2 separate regions of the Callithrix jacchus genome follow, and region 2 is linked to region 1. The links are chromatin contacts, called in public Hi-C maps. All regions are on one chromosome and are shown on one strand. The core of a region is the stretch at or near the end of the contact, and the rest is flanking DNA. Distances in the headings are between cores, read along the strand shown.

What was found. Hi-C and Micro-C count contacts between places; a contact is called where the count stands out from the background.
Region 2: a Hi-C map of skeletal muscle shows a contact between it and region 1, with 6 times the contacts expected there. The contact joins the promoter of ADAT1 here to the promoter of LOC100403392 in region 1. A contact is called at or near these places in 2 of 3 Hi-C or Micro-C datasets (both in skeletal muscle).

The regions. Positions count from the first base shown.
Region 1 is chr20:32,901,352-32,906,727 of calJac240_pri, reverse strand. LOC100403392 (transmembrane protein 231-like) reads left to right here and starts at 2,806. Exons shown (of 6, transcript XM_078357780.1): 1 at 2,806-3,802.
Region 2 is chr20:33,033,368-33,038,423 of calJac240_pri, reverse strand. ADAT1 (adenosine deaminase tRNA specific 1) reads left to right here and starts at 1,914. Exons shown (of 10, transcript XM_078357777.1): 1 at 1,914-1,971.

The DNA.
Region 1 (5,376 bases), core at 1,557-4,056:
GCAGAAGAATCACTTGAACTTGAGAGGCAGAGGTTGTGGGTGAGCTGACATTGAGCCATTGCACTCCAGCCTGGGCAACAAGAGCGAAACACTGTCTCAAAAAAATTTTTTTTCTTTTTTTGTAGAGGCAGTGTCTCACTACACCAGGCTGGTCTCAAACTCTTGGCCTCAAGCCATCCTCCCACCTTGGCCTCTTGGATTATATGGTTTGCACCTCCTGGATTGAAGCAATTCTCCTGTCTCAGCCTCCTGAGTAGCTGGGACTACAGACAAGCTTCACCACAGATTTTTCATTTCTAATAACTGGTTCTTTGTTCAATTTTCAGGGCATCATGCTTTGGTTCTATAAATACAATATCTTCTTAGACTCTGAGTATGCTAATTGAGATACATTATTTATCTTTGTTTCTTAAATTTTCTGTTTCTTCCAGGATCAGCTGAAATATTTGGCCAGCCTGTTCTACCTGTGGGAGGGGTGGGGGATGGAGGAGGAGAGGAGGGCTGGCAGAGCTGCTGTGCTCCACCTAGACCCTGGGTAGGTCCCTCTGTGTCCAGCCTTCCTTTTTCTCCAGTCCACCGAGCCCGAGGCTGCCTCATCTATTGCAGCTTCCTTTTGGTTTATGGCTTCTTTCTCCAAAATGTGGTGTAAAAGTTAACCATGAGGATGTGGAAACTATTTAGTTTCTTTTCTTTTTTCTTTTTTTTGTGAGTTGGAGTATCACTCTGTCACCAGACTGGAGTGCGGTAACACGATCTTGGGTCCCTGCACACTCTGCCTCCCAGATTCAAGTGATTCTCCTACCTCAGCCTTCCGAGTAGTTGGGGCTACAGGGACCCACCACCATAGCAGGTTAATTTTTGTATTTTTAGTAGAGATGGGGTTTCACCATGTTGGCCAGGCTAGTCTTGAACTCCTGACCCTGTGATCTGCCCTCGTCGGCCTCCCAAAGTGCTGGGATTACAGGCATGAGCCACATGCCCCGTCACAATATTTAATTTCAAATCCCTCTTAGCCAGCTATTAATTTTGTGGCTTCAGCCAAATTATTTTATCTCTGTTAAATAGGAATTTCACCTGTGAAATGAGAAGAAAAGTAATAACTTCACTCGGTGCTTTGCATCCCTAACATAATCCATAGCTAGCATTTGGTTTGGTGACACCCAGAAGATGTTCAATTAATACTTACTATTAGTCATCACAAGCCTCTCCATCTCGTGGAACTTTGTGGAAATCACTTGAGAGTTATGGTCTGCATGTTTCCCCTATGTCCTTGTGTTGAAACTTAACAGCAGTGTGATATTAAGAGAGGAGGGGCCTCATGGGATGGTTAAATAAGGAGGGCAGAGCCCCTGTGTATGGAATTAAGAGCCTTCTAAAAGAGCTTGAGAGAGTGGGTTCACTTTGTTCCTCCATGTGACGATCGGTAGTGTGAGCAGTGAGGAGCAGGCCCTCCCCAGATACACAACCTACAGGCGCCTACATCCTGGACCTCCAAGCCTCCAGAACCATGAGAAAATACATTTCCATTCTCTCTTTTTTCTTTTCTTTCTTTTTTTTTTTTTTAAGATGCAGTTTTGCTCGTGTTGCCCAGGCTGGAATACAATGGCATGATCTCAGCTTGGCTCACCGCAACCTCCGCCTCCTGGCTTCAAGCAATTCTCCTGCCTCAGGCTCCCGAGTAGCTGGGATTGCAGGCACACACCGTGATGCCTGGCTACTTACTGTATTTTTAGTAGAGATGAGGTTTCACCATGTAGGCCAGGTTGGTCTCAAACTCCTGATCTCAAGTGATCGACCCACCTCAGCCTCCCAGAGTGCTGGAATTACAGGCGTGAGCCACTGTGCACAGCCAAGACCCCATTCTCGCAAAAAAAAAAAAAAGAGAGAGAGAGAGAGAATTAGCTAGTCGTGATGGTGTATGCCTGCAATCCTAGCTGCTCAGGAGGCTCAGGCACGAGAATCGCTTGAACCCAGGAGGCAGAGGCTGCAGTCAGCGAAGATTGTGCCACTGCACTCCAGCATGGGCAACAGAGCGAGATCCTGTCTCAAAACAACAAAAACCCAATTACATTGCACTCTACGGAGACTGTATATCCACAACCTCCCTCCCATTTCGGTCCCACATCAGCCTTTGAATAGGATTTTTACTATCTGATTTAAATAGAGAATGTTTTTTGTTTGTTTTTGTTTTTGAGATGTCACCTAGGCTGGAGTGCAGTGGCACGATCTCGGCTTACTGCAACCTCTATCTCCGGGTTCAAGGGATTCTCCTGCCTAAGCCTTCCAAGTAGCTGGGATTACAGGCACGTGCCACCACGCCCTGCTAATTTTTGTATTTTTGATACAAAAATAGAGATGGGTTTTGCCATGTTGGCCAGCCTGGTCTCGAACTCCCGACCTCAAGTGATCCACCCGCCTCGGCCTCCCAAAGTCCTGAGATTACAGGCGTGAGCCATCGCACCCGGTCTGAGAATGTGATTATTCTATTCATGAAGGTTGCTTAAATATTGGGGTCCAGACCTAGATACTACAACGTTCCAGATCTGTTCTGATCACTGCTTTGCCACATCCCTAGTAAATCCACAGCTCTAGTCTGGTGGGCCGCGTGCAATTCCCTTGTTTTCTTACAGGCACTGCCGAAAAGGGCAGAGCAGAGCGCGCAGCTCGCGGGCAGGGACCGCTTCTCCAGCAGGGGGCGCGTGCGTGAAGCTAGGTTTGTGCAAGCCGAGCCAACGTCGGGGCGGGAACAACCCTGGCCCAGCCCCCGCCGGCTGCAGCGCCTTGTGATTGGAGAAGGAAACGGTCACTTGGCGGCACCGTTCGGATTCAGGGAAGAGGGCCCGACTGGAGCTGACGCTGTTGCCCAGGACGGAATGCAATGGTGTCACTTCGGCTCACTGCAACCTCCCCCTCCTTGGGTTCAAGCGATTCTCCTGCCTCAGCCTCCCGAGTAGCTGGGATGAGGCGAGGAGGGTGCTGGGGGCTGCCCGCTGCCGCACTTAGGGCGCTCCTCCCTCAGCTCTCTGTGGTGAATGGCAACGGGATGGAGCGCGAGGGGAGCGGCGGCCGCGGCGTATCGGCTTGGTTATGGGCGTCCCAACTCCTGGCGGCGTCCCGGTGCGCCGCCGACCGGCTGGGTGGGCGCTGTCCTCCTGTACCGGGGGGGGGGGGGTCCCGCTGCTCACCCGGAGCCCCTCTCCTCGCCGGCCCGGAGCCCCGCTGGGCGTGAGGTGGGGGGAACGGCCGCCGGTGGGCTCGGGACTGGAGCCCTCTCGACCGCCACCCGAGCGGGTCTTGCCCTTTGGAGCTTCCGAGCGCCCCAGTTTCAGAGCTGCAACCCCCGTGCCCGGGAGGCGGTGGTCTCCGCCCTCTCTGGGTTGCTCCACCGCGTCCAGCCTCCTTCTAGGGGCCTTGGAGCTGCTCGGCCCGGCCGAGGGGTCAAAGCTCGCGCTCCCCTTGCCCGGGGTCTGCAGCCCCGCCCTTTGCACCGGCGGCTCCTCAGCTGATCGCGGGCGCCTCGGGCCGAATCCACCCTCTCCGAGACCCTCTCCGCTTTCCAGGATTTTCTTTACGGGACCTGGTGCCACCTGTTGCCTTGTTCCCACTAAGCCATCAAGAGCTTTGGCACAGCTTCCTTTGAACTCTTCTGCCCCCTGCAGCATGAGCTGGTTGTTCAGAGTTCCAGTGCCAGGAAGAACTGCCCGTGCTCGGAGAGCTGGAGGGAGGAGCGAGGAGGACTTCACCTGGGAAGACGGAGAAAGGCTTTGAGGGGAGGCGCAGTTATTTGTGTTGACCTTGAAAGGCAAGAAGACTGGGGCCCGTGGCCCTGGAAGGGGAGGTGGGGCTTCCCGCAGAGGGGACTGAGATCTTCGTAAACAACGGGGGAGCAGAGCCGAGGGAAGGAGGACGGGACTCCTGACTCTAGTCCCAAACAAGGCACCTGTGATTTCTCATCCCCTGAGCAGTGACTGCCAGGCGCTGTTCAGCGGACACCTGGGACTTGCAGCGTGATTATGTGCCCAGGGTTTTTCCTGGTGGGGACTGTGAAGTAGCTGGTAAGGTAGTCAGGCAGGTTGGGGTCAGATGCAGATGTTAGCTTGTGGTCATGCCCGAAAAGAGAATCGGGCAGCTCATGTTATCTCAGAAGGTGCTAGGATCACATTTGACAATTATGACAAAAAAAAAAAGATGATATTCTATGGGCCTTGTGTGAAAAACGAAATGTTCTTGCAATATGGAGGTACTACTGGGACCAGATTAATCTGTTTTTGTTTCCTTATTTTTTCACCGCTTTTTTGTTGTTATTGTTTTGTTTTGTTTTTGAGAAGAGGTCTTACTCTGTTACCCAGACTGGAGTGCAGTGGTGCGACCTAGGCTTACTGTAACCTCTGCCTCCCGGGTTTAAGTGATTCTCCTGCCTCAGCCTCTCCAGTAGCTGGGACTACGGTGGCTGCCACCACACCCGGCTAATTTTTGTATATTTAGGAGATACAAGGTTTCACCATCTAGGCCAGGCTGGTCTCAAACTCTTGACCTTGTGATCCACCCACCCCAGCCTCTCAAAGTGTTGGGATTACAGGAGTGAGCTACCGCGCCCAGCCTTTTCATCTCTTTTTTCAAAAAAATTTCAAGCCTGCCAAAACATTGAGAGAACAATACAACAATACCCATGCTCTTAGATTCGGTAATATTTTGTCTCTAGCTCTTTTTATGCATGGATGTATGTACATATGTACATGGCACAGTGCATCAGAGCCATTTGATAGGAAGTTGCAGAGGTCATGGCACTGATGCCTCCTACTTTAGCATATGTCTTGTAAAATTTATTCTTTCATGGCCGCAAAATATACCAAAGGAATTTTTTTTTTTTTTTTGAAATAGCATCTCGCTCTGTAGACCAGGCTGGAATGCTGTGGCAAGATCTTGGCCCACTGCAACTGCCGCCTCCAGGGTCCTGGTTCAAGCATTTCTCTTGCCTCAGCCTCCCGAGTAGCTGGAATTACAGGAACGCCCCACCATGCCCAGCTAATATTTTTGTATTTTTAGTACAGACGGGGTTTCACCATGTTGGCCAGGCTGGTCTTGAACTCCTGACCTCAGGTGATCCCCCCCCTCCTCAGCCTCCCAAAGTGCTGGGATTGCAAGCATGAGCCAATGCGCCAGGGCATACCAAAGGAATTTCACATTGATAGAGTAAAGGTATCTAATGGACAGGGCTTACTTAAATTTCCCCAATTGTTTGCTCACAAAAAAAGAGTCGGCTTTTCATTTTTTTTTAATTCCAGTATCTAATCAAGGTTCACATACCGCTTTAATTGTTCTGTATCTTTTTTTTTTTTTTTTTTTTGAGATGGAGTTTCGCTCTTGTTACCCAGG
Region 2 (5,056 bases), core at 665-3,164, 130 kb before region 1:
GGGTAAATGGTTTGAAGGAGAGGTCCATGGGGTATGGAGAAACTCTAATGGACCTAGTTAGAGATTTCCCTGAGGACATTAAATCTGAAGGGAAGAGGGCTTTGCATGGTATGGCAACAAGTGCAAAGGCCCCGTGGTAGGAACCAGCATGGAGAAGACAGAGTATAGAAGCCCAAAGAAATATGGCACCAGGTGAGGCAGGAAGGGGCTGGCCATGAGGTCACTGGAGGTCTGGAGTTCAAGACCAGACTGGCCAACATGGTGAAACTCCATCTCTACCAAAAACACAAAAATTAGCTGGGTGTTGTAGCATGCACCTGTAAGCCTACTTACTCTGGAGGCTGAGATAGGGGAGTTGCTTGAACCTGGGAGGTGGAGGTTACAGTGAGCTGAGATTTCCCCACTGCATTCCAGCCTGGGCAACAGAGTAAGACTACATCTTAAAAAAAAAGAAAGAAGTTCTGGAAAGTCATTCACTGAAGTACTATTTAAGCAGTAGGGTGACATCAGATTTGTGGTTTCGAAAGATAAGTCTTGCTGCTCTGTGGAAAATGAATTGCAGTTAAGCAAGAAAAGGTGGAAAGTTCAGAGATCGATAGTGGCTTTTACTAGGGTATTGGCATATAGGGAAGTGGAGAAAAATGGATTTAAGACATAAGAAGAAAGATCAGCAGGACTTGGTAATGAATTGCACTAAGGGGATTAAAGGAAGGGAAATGAAGAAGACTCACTTTTTAGTTTCTGCAACTAGGTAATACTAGTCCCTGAGATAAAGAACCCTAGAAGAAGGTCCTTGATGCCCCTTACCCCTACTGGAATATTTCTATAAAGACAGAAGGGGCAGTCAGTTGCAGATGAAAGACATTGGAGAGGAATGCAGAGTAGTCTGGCCTAGGAGGAGGGCCATGGCCCATTTCCTTTGAACTAGAAAGGTTGGGGTTCAGCAAGTTGCATAAACTGAGGAATAACAAAAATGAATTCTTTAATTTTTAGCAATTGAAACATTCAGTTAGTGGGTGGCAAAGGCCCTGAACTGTCCAGACAACTATATTACATATTCCTGGCAATCGAAAAGTTTTTAGAACTGCTCTGTCCACTGCATTGTAATAGTACTGTACTACAGTAGCCAATTAGCCACATGTGGCTATCCAGCATATGAAATGTGGCTGATCCAAATTGGGCTGTATTCTAAGTGTTACATACCAGATTTCTTAAACTTAGCATGGAAAACAACAGAACTTAAGTATTTTTTAAAATATTGAGACCGGGTGCTGTGGCTCACCCCTGTAATCCCAGCACTTTGGGAGCTTGAGGCAGGTGGATCTCTTGAGGTCAGGAGTTCAAGACCAGTCTGGCTAACATTGTGAAACCCCCGTCTCTACTAAAAATAACAAAAATTAGCCGAGTGTGATGGCACGCACCTGTAATATCAGCTACTCAGGAGGCTGAGGCAGAAGAATTACTTGAGCCTGGGAGGTGGAGGTTGCTGAGATCAGCTTGGGTGACAAAGCGAGAGTCCATCTCAAAAAAAAAAATTTTTTTTATTTTATGTTGAAATAATATTTTGGATGTGCGGGTTAAATAAAATATGTTTTTTTCTATTTTGACTTTTTTAATGCTATTGGAAATTTTTTAATTACATATTTGGTTGAATTATATATCTATTGGACAGTGATGTTATAGATAGAATTCAGCCTAGTGCTGCAAGATACATCATTCTAGTTGAAGGCATATCTAAGCCAGCAGGCGGCTCCCATCATCCGGTTTTACGCATCCCTAAGACGCTGCCTGCGCTGCGGGACTTGAAGCGCTGGAACAGCAGCCTTGGCACCGACCCCCCGGGAAAACTACAAGGCCCGGCGTGCACTGCGCGCCTCTGGGGCGGAAGTCGGAAGGAGTCGGCGCTTTGTGACGTCACGTCCGTGTTGCCGCCGGATTCAGATCGCTTTCTCTGAGGCCTGTGTCCTGGAGGTGGGAGGGAAGCGTCCGCGAGGCCTTGGGCCGCGGGGCCAGTGCATCTGGGCTAACTTTACCGAGTCTGTTGAGGGAAGAGATTGTGAGGACCGTGTCTTCGGGATGCGTGTCACGTGAGAAGGCGCTCCATGCCAGGAACTGTCAGCAACTGGCACTTGGAGAGCTCTTGCTGCGGACGGGCGCGGGGCCTCTTGCCTAGTAGCCCGCAGGACCCAGTGGGTCCGGCGCTCACGCTGTTTCCACTGCACGGCCTCAGTGCCTTCCCTGGCGCCTCCCGTCCTGTAACTGGCCTACTCGAGGTCCCACCCCGCCTTCTGCAGCGGCCGAGAAGGGGGCTCTGCTTCTGGGAGTATTTAGGAAGGGAGCCAGCGTTAGGCAGGAGTCCCTTCCTCCGAGCATCGCTCAAGGCTTTTCTCCTCTGGCAGCCGATTTCCTTTTCTTTGGAAAGGACGTCAGTTTTTTTAGCTTGTTGCAACTGTTCAGAGATGCCGTCTGTGGGCAAATAAATGCCTTTTTAACTGAGCTGTTATTTTCAGCTAAGAAGTTCTTCAGGTTTTTCCGGATGTAGGAGGGGATGTAGACTCGAATTATAATGGATCCCGTGTAGCAAAACATTTATTAATTTCAACAATTGTGCATGCTCATTCAGACTCAACTACCTGAATGAGATGATGTCGTTCTGGGCTACTTCATCTTAGGGAGTCATTGTTTCTTCTGGCAAGTTCTACCTGCCTTAGCTATTGAGGTTTGTGAATTGCACCTCTGGTTTAATTTCAGGTCGATGGCGAGGTGGTCTTTATAAAATATACTGCCTTGTGATGCAGTCCCTTCCAAATGAGGATTCTAGGATCTCCTATGCTTTCTTTTTTTGACAAGAGTTATTCTAGCCCTCTGACTTTAAGGCACAATGTCTGTTTTCTTGCAGATTGTTGCTTGAAATCACTATGCGCTGATTTACCTATTATTCACTACAGTAGCAAGCCTGCGCATTGCGATGCAGAGGGACTCAGCAATACTTTTTTTTGAGACGGAGTCCCACTCTGTCACCCAGGCTGGAGTGCGGTGGCACAATCTTGGCTCACTGCAACCTCCTACTCGCGGATTCAAGCGATTCTATTGCCTCAGCCTCCCAAGCAGCTGGGATTACAGACACGCCACCATGCCAGGCTAAATTTTTGGATTTTTTTAGTAGAGACGGGGTTTTGACATGTTGGCCAGGCTGGTCTTGAACTCCCAACCTCAGGTGATCTGCCCGCCTCGGCTTCTCAAAGTGCTGGGATTACAGGCATGAGCCATGGCATGTGGCCAGCAATACATCTTTCAAAAGCAACATGCACTGCGGCTCAGGAAAGCCTTTTTTGTTTTCCAGTTTTTTGTTTTTCCATTTTTGTATGTGTGAAACAGAGTCTTACTCTGTCACCCAGGCTGGAGTGCAGTGGCACAATCTTGGCTCACTGCAACCTCTGCCTCCCAGGTTCAAGCGATTCTCCTGCCTCAGCCTCCTGAGTAGCTGGGACTGCAGGCATGTGCCACCATGCCCTGCTAATTCTTGCATTTTCAGTAGAAACAGGGTTTCACCACGTTGGGCAGGCTGGTTTTGAACTCCTGAACTCAGGTAATCCACCTGCCTCGGCCTCCCTCTCAAAGTACCGACTTGAGCCGCCACATCCAGCCTTCAGTTTTGTTTTACAATGCTTAGCTATGTCTATCCATACAAGCTCATCTTCTACTAAGAAGCTTTTTGTATAATTGAGTCCAAATGGGGTCAGGATGTACCTAGTGAGCACTGATAGAGCCAAGAGTGAGACATTCCCAGCAAAGCATCCTAGGAATCTGCTTGATTATTTTTTTCTTCATGGCTTCCTATGCCCATTATAGCCCTCCCCCTTCCACCCCCACCACCAACTAGCTCAAGGCAAATTAACTAGGAAAATCATCCAATGTTATTTCTTATAATAGTAATCACAGTTGACCTTAACTATCCTCAACATTATAGCAATTGCTTTTTAAAAGTATCATTTAATCCTCACAATATCCCTAAGTATTATTGAATCTTCACAATAGTCTAAATAAGTTAGATACTGTTATTATCCCTATTTTGACAGATGAGGAAACAGACACAGCAAGGTTAAGTAGTCCATTCAGCATCATTTGTGGCAAAGCCAAAATTAGAACCCAGAAAGGGTGAATCCAAAGCCCACACACACACTTAAGTACAGCTCTGTGAGAACACTTAACTGCTGAGAAATGTCTCAGTGGGGAGTTAATAGAGGGCGGTAGCGAACCACTCTGCTCTAAGGGAAAGAAGAGAAAAATAAAATGCCTGGAAAAAGAGTAAGAACATGTATCCAGAAAGGTAAACCTTATACAGTGAGGGTCTGCCCAAAGCAAGCGAGTCTGCAGCCCTTCATGTGCTGTTTCCAATGAAAATTGGAGTAGTTAGAAATACTTGAGCAGCTGGTGAGTAGAAAATTAATTAAAAAAAAAAAAAAAGTCCGGGCGCGGTGGCTCATGCCTATAATCCCAGCACTTTGGGAGGCCGAGGCGGGTGGATCACAAGGTCAAGAGATCGAGACCATCCTGGTCACCAAGGTGAAACCCCGTCTCTACTAAAAATACAAAAATTAGCTGGGAATGGTGGTGTGCGCGTATAGTCCCAGCTACTCCGGAAGCTGAGGCAGGAGAATTGCTTGAACCCTGGAGGCAGAGGTTGCGGTGAGCCGAGATCATGCCATTGCACTCCAGTCTGGGTAACAACAGCGAAACTCCGTCTCAAAGAAAATTGGAGTAGTGAGGACATTTCCCTCGTGTCCTTTAACGTTGAGTAGAAGATGGATACTCATTAGAAATGTGTCAGATATCTAACATTAAAAAAGAAAAACTTGAAGAAATAGAATAGTTTGGGGAATTGGTAGAATTTGGGGTTCTTTGATCTTTCATTAAAGGTGAAAAAGGGCAGGGACACAGTAGGAGAAAATGATCCATAGAGTTCCAGATAAAGAAGCAACAGTCTAAGTACAGTTGGGCTATATTTGAAAGACTTGAAGCATGGCTGTGAGGCTGTAGCATTGTGCACTGATTC